Linked DNA regions of Mus musculus: region 1 is linked to region 2. Evidence: chromatin contacts called from public Hi-C data. All regions are on one chromosome and are shown on one strand. The core of a region is the stretch at or near the end of the contact, and the rest is flanking DNA. Distances in the headings are between cores, read along the strand shown.

Region 1 (5,368 bases), core at 1,618-4,117, 34 kb after region 2:
TAAGGTGGTTAGCCCTGGTAGCTCTGTCTTTCATTGTACCATGTATGTGCTGCTACGTCCCTTTGAGAATGTGCCATCGCTGTGGTGAGGCATGCGGGTGCTGTGGTGGGAAACATAAGGCTGCTGGGTGAAGCAGTCCAGGGCCGGCATGAGCTTAAACCTTCATCTCCAGGAATTAGCTAACTTGGATTTGTGGAAGCTGTTGGCAAGCAATATGGAATCTTGCCGGTATCATTGGGGCCATGCGTGGAGGAAGCAGAACTCATCAGTTCTTGTGATTTACAGATGCTAGCCGTGCCTGTTTCCCTGAGTGCATGGCATGTTCTGGGACAGATCACAGAGCATTTTCAGAAGGCAGTCATTTCTGGTTATTGATTACAAAAGGTCAACATAGAATAGGATCCAACTAAAAGGGATTAATTTTGGCATTTTCATATTTATGCACTAGGTGATGGGACTTTTTAAAGATTTGAATTCTTTAGGACATTAACTAAAAAGTGCACTAAGGGACAGTGATTTCAGTACAGAAAAGTTAGTACTTGGGAAATTAAGAGATAAGACAAGTGCAACTAAATCATTGGTTGTTTTTTGAAAGCAGTTTTATGTATAAATAACAAATGTTTATATTTAACTAAATGTAAGGTACGAACTATGACATATTAAACTTTTCTTGCCCTTCCTAGTTCTGAGGTAGATGTGCACATATCTGCCACCACATTCCATATGTGTTGAGTAGTTAACTCATCTAGTTAATAACGTTTGTGTCCATGTGAGAGATTCGGTGAGTTCATCCTCAGCTCTCTTGGGCTGCAGTTTATATTGAGTCATATCTGTACATTCTGGAGATCTAAAATCTTTAAAATACTCTAATAGCCTTGAGTGACCAACCTTTTTTTTTAAAGCACAGATGTAATTGTCTAATGTTCTGATGGAAATGTAACACTTATTTTTATATAAAGAGATTGAGTAAACAGAAGAAATTGAGGGTTCCTTTAGTTGTTTTGTTTCTGTGGTATTCAGCCAGCAAGTTGTTTTCTTTCAGAGTTTCCTCCTTCAGAGAACTTAACTGCATTTATAAACGTTTTACAAGGCAGAAGCATTAACTGGATAGTTAGTGTGAAACAGTTTCCGCTTGAGATCTCCATTTCTCACTCTGCTGAGCCAGAACTCGCACAGCTGTTTCACTGATTTTCTGTGCTTATTACTCACATAACAATGGTAATTAATACCTTTCAGTTGCATTTTATTATATTTCAGGAGCAAAGTTACTTTGCAGTAACACATATGCAGAATTCTCCCAGGAAAGTATTCAATCCACCATTGTGAATGGAAATCTTATACACCACATTCCTGTCGCAGAGCATTTGTATTATGGGATGTTTGATTTACAAAGTAGTGTGATATGCTCCAGCAAACAGGTTAAAAATACTTTGAGGTCAAATTGTCTTGGTTTTGTTTTTTTAAAGTGTTACTATTAAAACTCTTGTGAGGGATTGTTGCAAAATACTCCCTCAGGAAAGAAAGCAGTGTGCCTTTTTTGCCTTTTTTTTTTAATGGATTAAAGTTTCTGAAGTGATAAAAATGAAAATCACACTACCATTTGAAGTCCATTCTCCAGGTTTTCAGTGTCATTTCTGTGCAGTCAGTTTTATGTGTCACACTTCGGCTTGTGTTGGCTTTCTTCTTTTGCCCCAGATTAAACTGAACAATGTATATATATATAACACTATCTGTCTGTAAAATACTTTTTTTAAGAAAGCATTTATATTTATATGACAGCTTGAACTGACAACATTATGTATATAGATCATCTTGAAGTATTATTTCACATTGAAAAGAAGAAAAATATATTGATAACTATAGATGTTATGAAGAAGAGGCTATTTCTAGTTTTGTACTAAAAATCAATTGGATGAACTAAATCCAAAACCAGACACTGTCGCAGCAATTTTCAGTCTTATTTTTACTGTTTCTACATTGGAGGCTGCTGCACAGATAGATGATCTTCGTCCTTGCTGTTTTCAGAGGAGCTTGGTTTCCTAGAGCAGACTGTTACCTTTCAGGATTCCTTTTTCTTGCTGAAGTAGAGTCCTGGTTTTCCTTATGAGTGATTATCCATATTTGTAAGTTCTGGGTTTGTAATTCAGGTTGGAGCAAGGTGTGAATAACTAAAGAAAATAACTTGCTGGCAATATAGGAAATGCCATGGAAATAAACTGTGTATATACTTCTGAGAAGAACAAAATTAATCATTTTTTTTTTCTGTTAAGCACTAGTCACTATAGTGCATCTCCTGGTTCTGTACTGTATTTTATACGCAACGTACATGCTTTAATATTTTAATGTTTGTGCATTAATATTTTCAGTTTGTTTAACCACTTTGCTGCTAAGATTTTGCCATCCCGTTCCCATTTTTTCCTTTACAATTTTAAACATTTCTCTTCATTAAAAACTATGATAATGAAATTGTTTTTTTTTTAACCTTGGATTTTTGTAATTAGCACACATGAATTCAAGCCAGTCCAGAAAAGAAACTGATGATATAATGTTAATGAGTCTCTTTGTGAATTAGATGGACAGTTTAATCCAATTCCCAACATGTACGTGTAGGTGGATTCAAGAATGATTTCTTGTTCACTGTACAGATTGGGCGCTGCCATTGGGCATTTTCTTTAAAACTTCTCTTTTGTCTAGAATGTAAGCAGATAGCTCAACAAAACTGGTGAAGTAAAAGTAAATATTGAAAATGAAATCATCTGAATAGCGTGACCCAAAAATTCTCCAGCTGGGGGGCCTGTTTGCTCCTGATCTGTAGTTCTCAGAGGATGCTTGCAGCCTGTGGGGAAGCCTTAGATTTCCTGAGCAGTGCTTGCGGAGCTGCAGTGCCACCTGCTGGATGGCTTTAGACCAGCGCTGAAAGATGGAAATGGTGTCTCCAGTAAAGGAGGGCTGTGGGCTGTTCAGGGTGGCCAGTGCCCACCAGAGAAATCGGGGGTGAGGAAAAGCGCTAAGGAGTGTAAGTAAGTCTTTCCCCAAATGCATATGGTTGCTGGAAGAATTGAAGCACTTTTTCCTTACACATCCTGTTTTAAAATATTTATTGAAACTTGGAACTGGCAATCAAACTTATGTATGTACTGAAGCATTTATACAACCAGTTTCTTCAACTCAGAAGCCATTACCAAAATGGTATTCCTATTTTCTTCCCAGTACCAGTCAGGGAGAATTAAAAAAAAAATAAACATAATTACCTGTATTTTATCATGACAACTCCAGAGAGTGTGTATGTTTCTGAGTAGATGTTGATGAGGCAGGACTTAAAATTTAAAGAGAAAAACTTGAAACTACCTATTTTCATTGGTTATTCAGCAGTGCCTAAAATGAGCTTCTGAACTATTACAAATGCACTTTGGATTCATGTGTACAGTGCCATCTGGTTCTCTGGGTCAAACTTGCTTCTCCTCTCCCTCTTTCTTCTCCCGTAACTAAGTGGCACACAGGCATTTCTTAGTGTTCGTGTCGGTCTTCAAAGTGCAGAGAACGTGGTGGAGAGAATTTTATGGATCTTTTTTTTCTGTTAAAATTGAATGTCTGATTATATTTGCAACATGTAACTTGGATTAATGTGTTTTAAAGTAATTTTAATTGTAGTCCAGCAGCACATTGAGCAAGTGTAGCTTTTCTGAAAAGTAACTTGGAGAACTTCAGTTAACCGATAAAACCAACTCATCACTAAATGTCGCTGCTCTTCCTCTTGATTTGATCTAGATCCCACTTCTGCGTCTTACAGGGAACACCAAAAAGTTGCTAGTAAATGATAGTAGAGAAATAGAGGGAGTCAAACAGAAAATATTAAAAATATGCGCACACAGACAAACAGAGGTGATTTATACAAACCAGAATGAAGGTGGGGAGGGAAGGAAAATTACAGGGGGCTTTAAAAGGTACCAGTTACCTAGCAGCTGGGCAATTAGAAACCTTTCAGTTGCTTTGGTACACTGTCATCCATTGTTCCCAAAAGCTAAATTTGCAAAAGCAATTAGTTTTATTTCATTTTTTCAAGAATTTCCTAGTCGAAAGCCTTTGTATTAAAGATGCACAGGTTTTTGTGTGAACAGGTTTTTTTGTGAACAAGTATGTTGTACATTTTTGCTGTTATCTTGACCTCAGAAGTGCCTCACTTGTATATTACCCACCCCACCCCCACCCCCACTAGGAGCCTGCCTGCATCTTTCTAATAAGCAATGGAAGCCCGCTTAACTCCTGTCCTAATGCATCTTCTCACATAGAGCTGACTGGCTGAGAGTTGTGAGTATATCATGTAAATACGCACATAGGAGTTTGTAACTGCTTTTGTTCTGTCATATCATGTAATTGGACGTATCAGATGGTAGACTCTTTGTTTCAGTGATTTCTCCTCCCCTGGAATTACCTGATTAAACCAAATTGTGAAATTTAAAAGGGCTTTTCTCACTTCTTCAGAACATATAGCTGTGTAAGATCCTAATCACTGGAGAAGAAAGCAGGGGAATTGGACACTTTCATCTGAATGTGGTTTCATTCTTATGAGCTGTATCCTCTAACTGAAGGTTTACCTACAGTTCGACTTCATCACCTCACCCTTGATTCCAGATAATTAATTGTTAGTTGTTAGTTTACACAGTTCCTAGTTTGTATCCATGCTGCAGCTGCAACAATTAGCCACCTTAAGGGTGTGTGGCAAATGTTTAACAAACTGAAACTTTGTGTGCAAGTGTGTATGCACTAGGCACTAGCCTTTGTAATACAGGGAGCATTAGGGCAGAATCGATTGTGATAACATCTTGATACCCCAACAATGCTTTTATTAGATTATTGTGTTACAGTTGTAGTTACTTGAAGAATGAACTGTACCCCAGTCATGTACCATGGCACATAGTTGTGATTATTTATAGGCTTTCAGAAAGTTACTTATGCTGTTCACATCAAGTCGGTACCAAGCTTAAGAACAGTTTTAGATCAGGGAAGTTGAATAGGGCACTAATACAATGGTATGTGCAACAGCATTGCTTACGGGAACAAACAGATGGCATCCTTTATGGCTAAGGGTGCTTGCTAACTCTTCTGGGTGACCTTACTGGTCCCCAGTACCCATTCAGGCTGTTCACAATGATGTGTAATTACAGTTCCAGGGGATCCAATATGCTCTCTGATTATGGAGGACACATATACACATGGCATATATTCATACAGATACATGCACATAAATAATTAAAAATCAGTGAATGTATAATAGTTGGAGTGAGTTTCTTTAAAATTGACTGCTTTGAGATCTTAGATCCTTGAAATAAGTGATGATTCAAAAATCTAAATGTAATATTAAGTCTAA
Region 2 (5,524 bases), core at 2,318-4,817:
AGTGCTGGGATCACAGGTACATACTCCTGTGCCCACCCAGTGCTGGGATCACAGGTACACACTCCTGTGCCCACCCAGTGCTGGGATCACAGGTACACACTCCTGTGCCCACCCAGTGCTGGGATCACAGGTACACACTCCTGTGCCCACCCAGTGCTGGGATCACAGGTACACACTCCTGTGCCCACCCAGTGCTGGGATCACAGGTACATACTCCTGTGCCCACCCAGTGCTGGGATCACAGGTACACACTCCTGTGCCCACCCAGTGCTGGGATCACAGGTACACACTCCTGTGCCCACCCAGTGCTGGGATCACAGGTACATACTCCTGTGCCCACCCAGTGCTGGGTTGGTTACTGGGGATCCAAACTCAGGAATGTGGCAAGCACTTTACCAAACCAGCTTTAAAGTACCATTTTATTTTTAAAAATCCAATGAATTTGATTTCCCAATTGAAAACAAACGTACATGTCATATGATTGGCTTGGTCACTCAGGCTGTCTGTCACCTTTGGACATTATTAGCACAAGTGTCACTCATCTTTCTGTTGCTGCTTGGCTTTGTTGTTTTGGGCCTGTGGTGAGAGGGGCATGTCATGAAACAAAGCTGCTCACTTCTTGGGAGGAGGAGTGTAGGATATGAGAGGGTTTCCACCATTTCCCAGTAGCACCCCAGCCTGGTGACCACGTCCTGTAGTACATGGCCTTTAGTAGACAGCGGTGATCCAAGCCATAATACCATGCCGAAAGCTTATTCTGGGTTAATAGCTTCTCTGTACCTTCTGATCTCAGTCCTTACAGGTTTGTAGTCTTGGAGATCATCTGATTCCTGTAGGTTTTGCCTCACCCTTTGTCTCTTAATGCTTATTCTCCATGAGTTTTGTTAAAAAGAATAGATCTAGAATTCTACTTTCTATAAAGACACTGCTGTATTCCCAGGTTTCAAAATTAAAATAGTATCAGAATTCACAAAGCATCTTCTTAGCTGCCTTTCTATCTTTGCTTTCTTCTGGTTATTCCAAGCTTTCTTGATTCCATTTTTTAGTGTATTTATTCTTAGATTTTCATCATATTCTTCAGCATAGAAGCCTAGAATAATTTTATTTTTTAATATATAAGGCCATCTACCAGTAAATTCCCAGGTTGAACGTAATTTTCTTGTTGTTTATACTCTTCCAGCTCATGCTTGGATAGTATATATGTATTTTAAATCTTGCACCATATTTGTAATTAAGTCTCTGCCCATGTTATTGCAGTGTCCATTTATAGTCTTAGTCTGTCAGTGCGTCTTGACTCTTACCTGTTGAGACCTCCTAACTTCTCCTCAAGGTTTCATCCCATCTTCACTCTTAGGTCTTCTCATTCATTATGTGAAGGTGTGTTTGGTTCAGGATTAGCAAATAAACTAAGACAGACAAGATAATTATACTGTGGAACTCAGTTCCAAGATTTTTGAATACTTCAAAAATGAGAAACTTAGTTGGTACTCTAAGGATTTCATGAACCTTATGAGGTGGAGGTCAGTAAAGGACTCTTAGAGCCAAGTTTAAAATGAAGCTCAGTTTATTTTAAAGATAAGAAGCCCCTTTGCTTTTAAGCCTTTTTGCTACACTTACGACTACCTTGTTCTCTGCTTTTAGACCCAGGATACATATTTGCTATTATTTCAGAGTCTTCTATCACAATCTCCTTTTCCTCCTCTTATTTTTACCTCTACCAGGGACTTATTTTTTTGAAACTAGGTTACATTTAGATTGTGCTGTGACTTGGCTAGGTGGTCAGAGGTGACCTTGAATTTCTGATCCTCAAGTACTGGCATTATAGGTGTGTGTTACACATGCACATAGCCAGCCTTCATTGATTGTGAAGAATATCTTCTTAGTTAAAAGTAACAATGATTAATAAGTCACCATGAGGAAAATAGGCTGGCAAGATGGTTCAGTCAGTACAGACAGTTGTTGCTGTACCTGGGGACATCATTTGATCCCTGAACCTACATGTAGAAGAAAGAAGTGACTCCAGCAGGGTGTCCTGACCTCCAGGCATGTATGTGGTACAGGAACTCCCATACATATGTACACACAAAATAAATGAATACATCTTAACGAATATTAAAATAAAATCTATGATAAATGACTATTTTCTACTTATGTTTATTTATGTATCATGCAAGGATAGGATATCATTAAAATTGATACTATATATAATCAGGCAGTGTCCATATTCTGAAAACTGATATTAATAAAATGAACTACAGTGAGGAAGTACTTTTCAAGTATTTGTAAGGAAGTACCTGTTTATTTGGTGGCTTTTTTGTTCTAGATAGCAGTAAACAGTTAAGCAAATCAATTCCTTGTGGAAAATGACTTTGAGTGGATTTTAGTTCTGGGTGTCTGGATATTCAGCTGTGTTATTAGGTGATATTTTGTCTGTTGATGAACAGCATGGGGCTGGGAGGACTGGATGACTTATGCTTGGTGGAAAGCCAGAGTTGTTTTCTTCCCTTGTTATGACTTGAAGAAGCTGTCTGTAGGAGTATAAAAGATATTTTGGGTCCTCTGTAGAACTCAGCTTTTACCTGCTTACGCATCTGCTTACATGGACTCATTTTATTAAACTAATTTAATAACTAAAAGTGCCATAAATAAATAAATAAATAAATAAATAGATAGATAAATAAATAAAGCAAGCAAGCAGCTGGCTTTTCTTTCCTTCCCTCCCTTTCTCTCTCTCTCTCTCCCTCTCTCTCTTTCTGTTCAGACTCCAGATCAGGTCGATGGTTTTTGATTATTTAGTTTAGCTGAAAACAGTCCATTAAAAGTGAATAAATAACATGAGGAGTTATAAAAATGTTAAGATGCAGATGTTAAATGCCTAAGAGTTCATAAATCAAGCCAAGATCTAAGATTCTATGTAAGTTTGTATATAAAAGAAATGAACATTCTACTAGAGGAAATAAAAAGGCAATATTGATTCACTTATTTATGAGTACATCAGTTTCTAAAAGTGTTAGAATGCCTTCTTTCTCTGTAATGTCCTTTCACATTTAAAGATTTTTTTTTTAATTTTAGTTTATGTGTGTCTCACCCATCTCTCCAGCCCCTCCCCTTACAGTTTAAAAGAAACTTCCAGTATTGTACCTATTAATTTACTTACATGTAATTACAGAGCAGCCATCAAAATTGACATAGGCTACTTGAACTTAGTAATGCAGACCAGGATAACCTTGATGATGATAGCTTTTTTCTCTCTCTCTTTCCTTGACTTGGAGTTTACTTGATCACTGCACCCATGTGATTCTAACAAAATTGATTCTGGGTACATTTTACTCAATCTGTTGGTGTTTATACTTGAAGTAACATACCATATTCAGTGCTGCCCTCTTTAGTTACATAGTTTGACTCTGTTTTTTATTGGACAGCACTGCTGTAGGACAGTGAAAATTAAATCGATTTATATTGCATTTAGGCGGAAAGGGTATTTAAACATTCAAAGATTCCACAGTCTTGCAGTTTCTATTTTCTGATTAGTGTAGTCTCTTAAGAGGAAGTTTGCAAACTGCCTTCTGTGGATGAAATGTTAGGATTATGTAACCATGTAAATACCACTAAAGAGTTCTGAATTCTGACTGAATTCTCATTTGGCTGTTTAAGTCACCTTGTAGGGCCCACACACCAAAGTCACTATGGAAGGTAAAGAAGTTTTAGCTACTTTTAATGTCTCCTTTATCTGTTTTTGTTACTCTTACCTTCACCTATTTAGGTATTTATTGAATACTTGGAGGTACCTCCAAGACTTTCATATGTTGACCGTGTTTAGAACACCCAGTCGGTGGATTTTAATACTCAGTGTGAGTTTACTCTTAACTTTTCCTCCTTGTTATTTGATGAGTCTGGGTCCCTGCCACTGACTCCATGTCTTTCCTGTATCCCCAATTTGATTGCATTACCCTTAAGGCTGGCCTCTTACAGCTTACTCCACCTACCTGCATTAAGTGCCAAGATGTTATGTGGACTCTCAGCATGCATATAGCTAAATATTGCCCCTACATGAATTTGGTAAAGTAAGTGCTTTTCATCTTTGTTAAATGAAGTCATGTGCACAGAACCTTGGAGGGGTTCACAGTAACTTCAGAAGGTCTAGAAGTTCAGCGTAGCAAGTTTTGCTGACTCTGCAAAAGCCACCCTCCAACGTTGAAAGTAAAAGGACTTCCCTTCTTAGGATGAGCCCCAAATTTCCTTGAATGGTGATCTGTTACTAAATGCTCTTGCTACTGCCCCATAGAGCCAGGAAGCATAGTAAAGTTGGATACTACTTTATCCTACGTATATATAAACCCACAATTGCCATTAAAGTCTGCTAACATAGATAATACAAGTAATGATGGCTGAGCAAAAAAAAAAATTTTTTTTTAACTAACAACACAGAAATGAGAATAGACTTGTACCTTCTTCCTAGCTGGCAAAAAGGAATTTCTCAGATAGATTAAGTTAGGAAGATGGAGCAGTGCCTACTTTTGCTTTAAGTATTATTATTATAATCACACTAGCCATTAACCATTAAATGTTCATTATCCGAGTCTTGGATTTACACCCTACTTGATGGAAACATTTACAAAATAATTTCCTCTCCTGCCTGTGTCTTCCTAGCTCCTCTCTCAGGAGGTGTCTTTACAGTTTTTTCACAACCCACAGGAGAACATCAGCCTTTCTTTAGGCACGACCTTGCTTGAGTTGCCTATTTAGTTTCCACAGAACAGCTACTGAGTCTCATGAGATATGCCCAACCTCTTTGGAAGGAGCACATGTTGGTTGTTCTAAAAAGGACTGTGGGAACGTCTGCAATATCAGCTTTTGTTGGAGCAAGTTAATGAAACATGGGGCATTATAAGTAGTAAAGTATCAGTTCTTTCAAGTTGGTAGAGGATACGTGCATTATGTAGGAAGTAGTAGGTTTGGACACCATGGAAGAAAGAGAGCAACTAGATTTGCTGAGTCAAAGAATGTTCATATTTTAAATTTTGATGGATATTTATAGACTACCTTAAAACCTATTTACTAGCTTATATTTCCATATTTTCTATCTTCTGAGCTAGTAAATGCATTGTTGGCATTTGATAATCTCTAATTTGCATCATTTTTATTATAACTAAGATTCTTTATTGTTTAAGAGGAGTACCTTTGTTTGTTTGTTTGCATGTATTATTTGTGGCAAAGAGAATAGATAATGTATTCAACACGTCTCCCGCCAAAGGCTCTTAACCCTAAACTCTGGAACTCATAAATATGCTAGCAACCTTGAAAGTTTGACTCCATTGCAATGGAGAGCTTGTCTTGGATTACCTCAGTGGGCCCAGTCTAATCCCATAGGTTTCTAAAAGCAGTGTTTTTCCAACTGTGGAACTATGATCAGAGAGAATAAATTTCAGAAAGATTCATACAAAAGTAACCCAAACCCAAGGGGCTGAGGAATGTTAATGGTGTCTAGGAGCTTTTTCTCTCCTAGCCTCTTGAAAGGAATGCA

Evidence for each region. Hi-C and Micro-C count contacts between places; a contact is called where the count stands out from the background.
Region 1: a contact with region 2 is called in a Hi-C map of bone marrow-derived macrophages, with 2.4 times the contacts expected there. The contact joins two enhancer-like sites. A contact is called at or near these places in 4 of 39 promoter capture datasets (cranial neural crest, frontonasal cranial neural crest, second pharyngeal arch cranial neural crest and 1 more), 1 of 15 datasets of contacts at CTCF or cohesin (the NIH/3T3 cell line), 12 of 484 Hi-C or Micro-C datasets (the C2C12 cell line, CD8 T cells, the CH12 cell line and 8 more) and 1 of 115 datasets of contacts at active chromatin or transcription factors (embryonic stem cells).

The regions. Positions count from the first base shown.
Region 1 is chr2:117,177,819-117,183,186 of GRCm38.p6, forward strand. Spred1 (sprouty protein with EVH-1 domain 1, related sequence) reads left to right here. Exons shown (of 7, transcript NM_033524.3): 7 at 1-4,461. The coding sequence ends at 131. Among named protein-coding and RNA genes, the nearest start is that of Mir674, 4.6 kb to the right of the region's middle. Within about 2 kb of position 2,868, at least 13 of the 459 cell types and tissues checked have an H3K27ac peak or open chromatin away from gene starts, as enhancers often do. A contact at or near this core is called in bone marrow-derived macrophages, where this site is marked.
Region 2 is chr2:117,142,649-117,148,172 of GRCm38.p6, forward strand. All of the region lies in intron 1 of Spred1 (sprouty protein with EVH-1 domain 1, related sequence), which reads left to right. Among named protein-coding and RNA genes, the nearest start is that of Spred1, 24 kb to the left of the region's middle. Within about 2 kb of position 3,568, at least 8 of the 459 cell types and tissues checked have an H3K27ac peak or open chromatin away from gene starts, as enhancers often do. A contact at or near this core is called in bone marrow-derived macrophages, where this site is marked.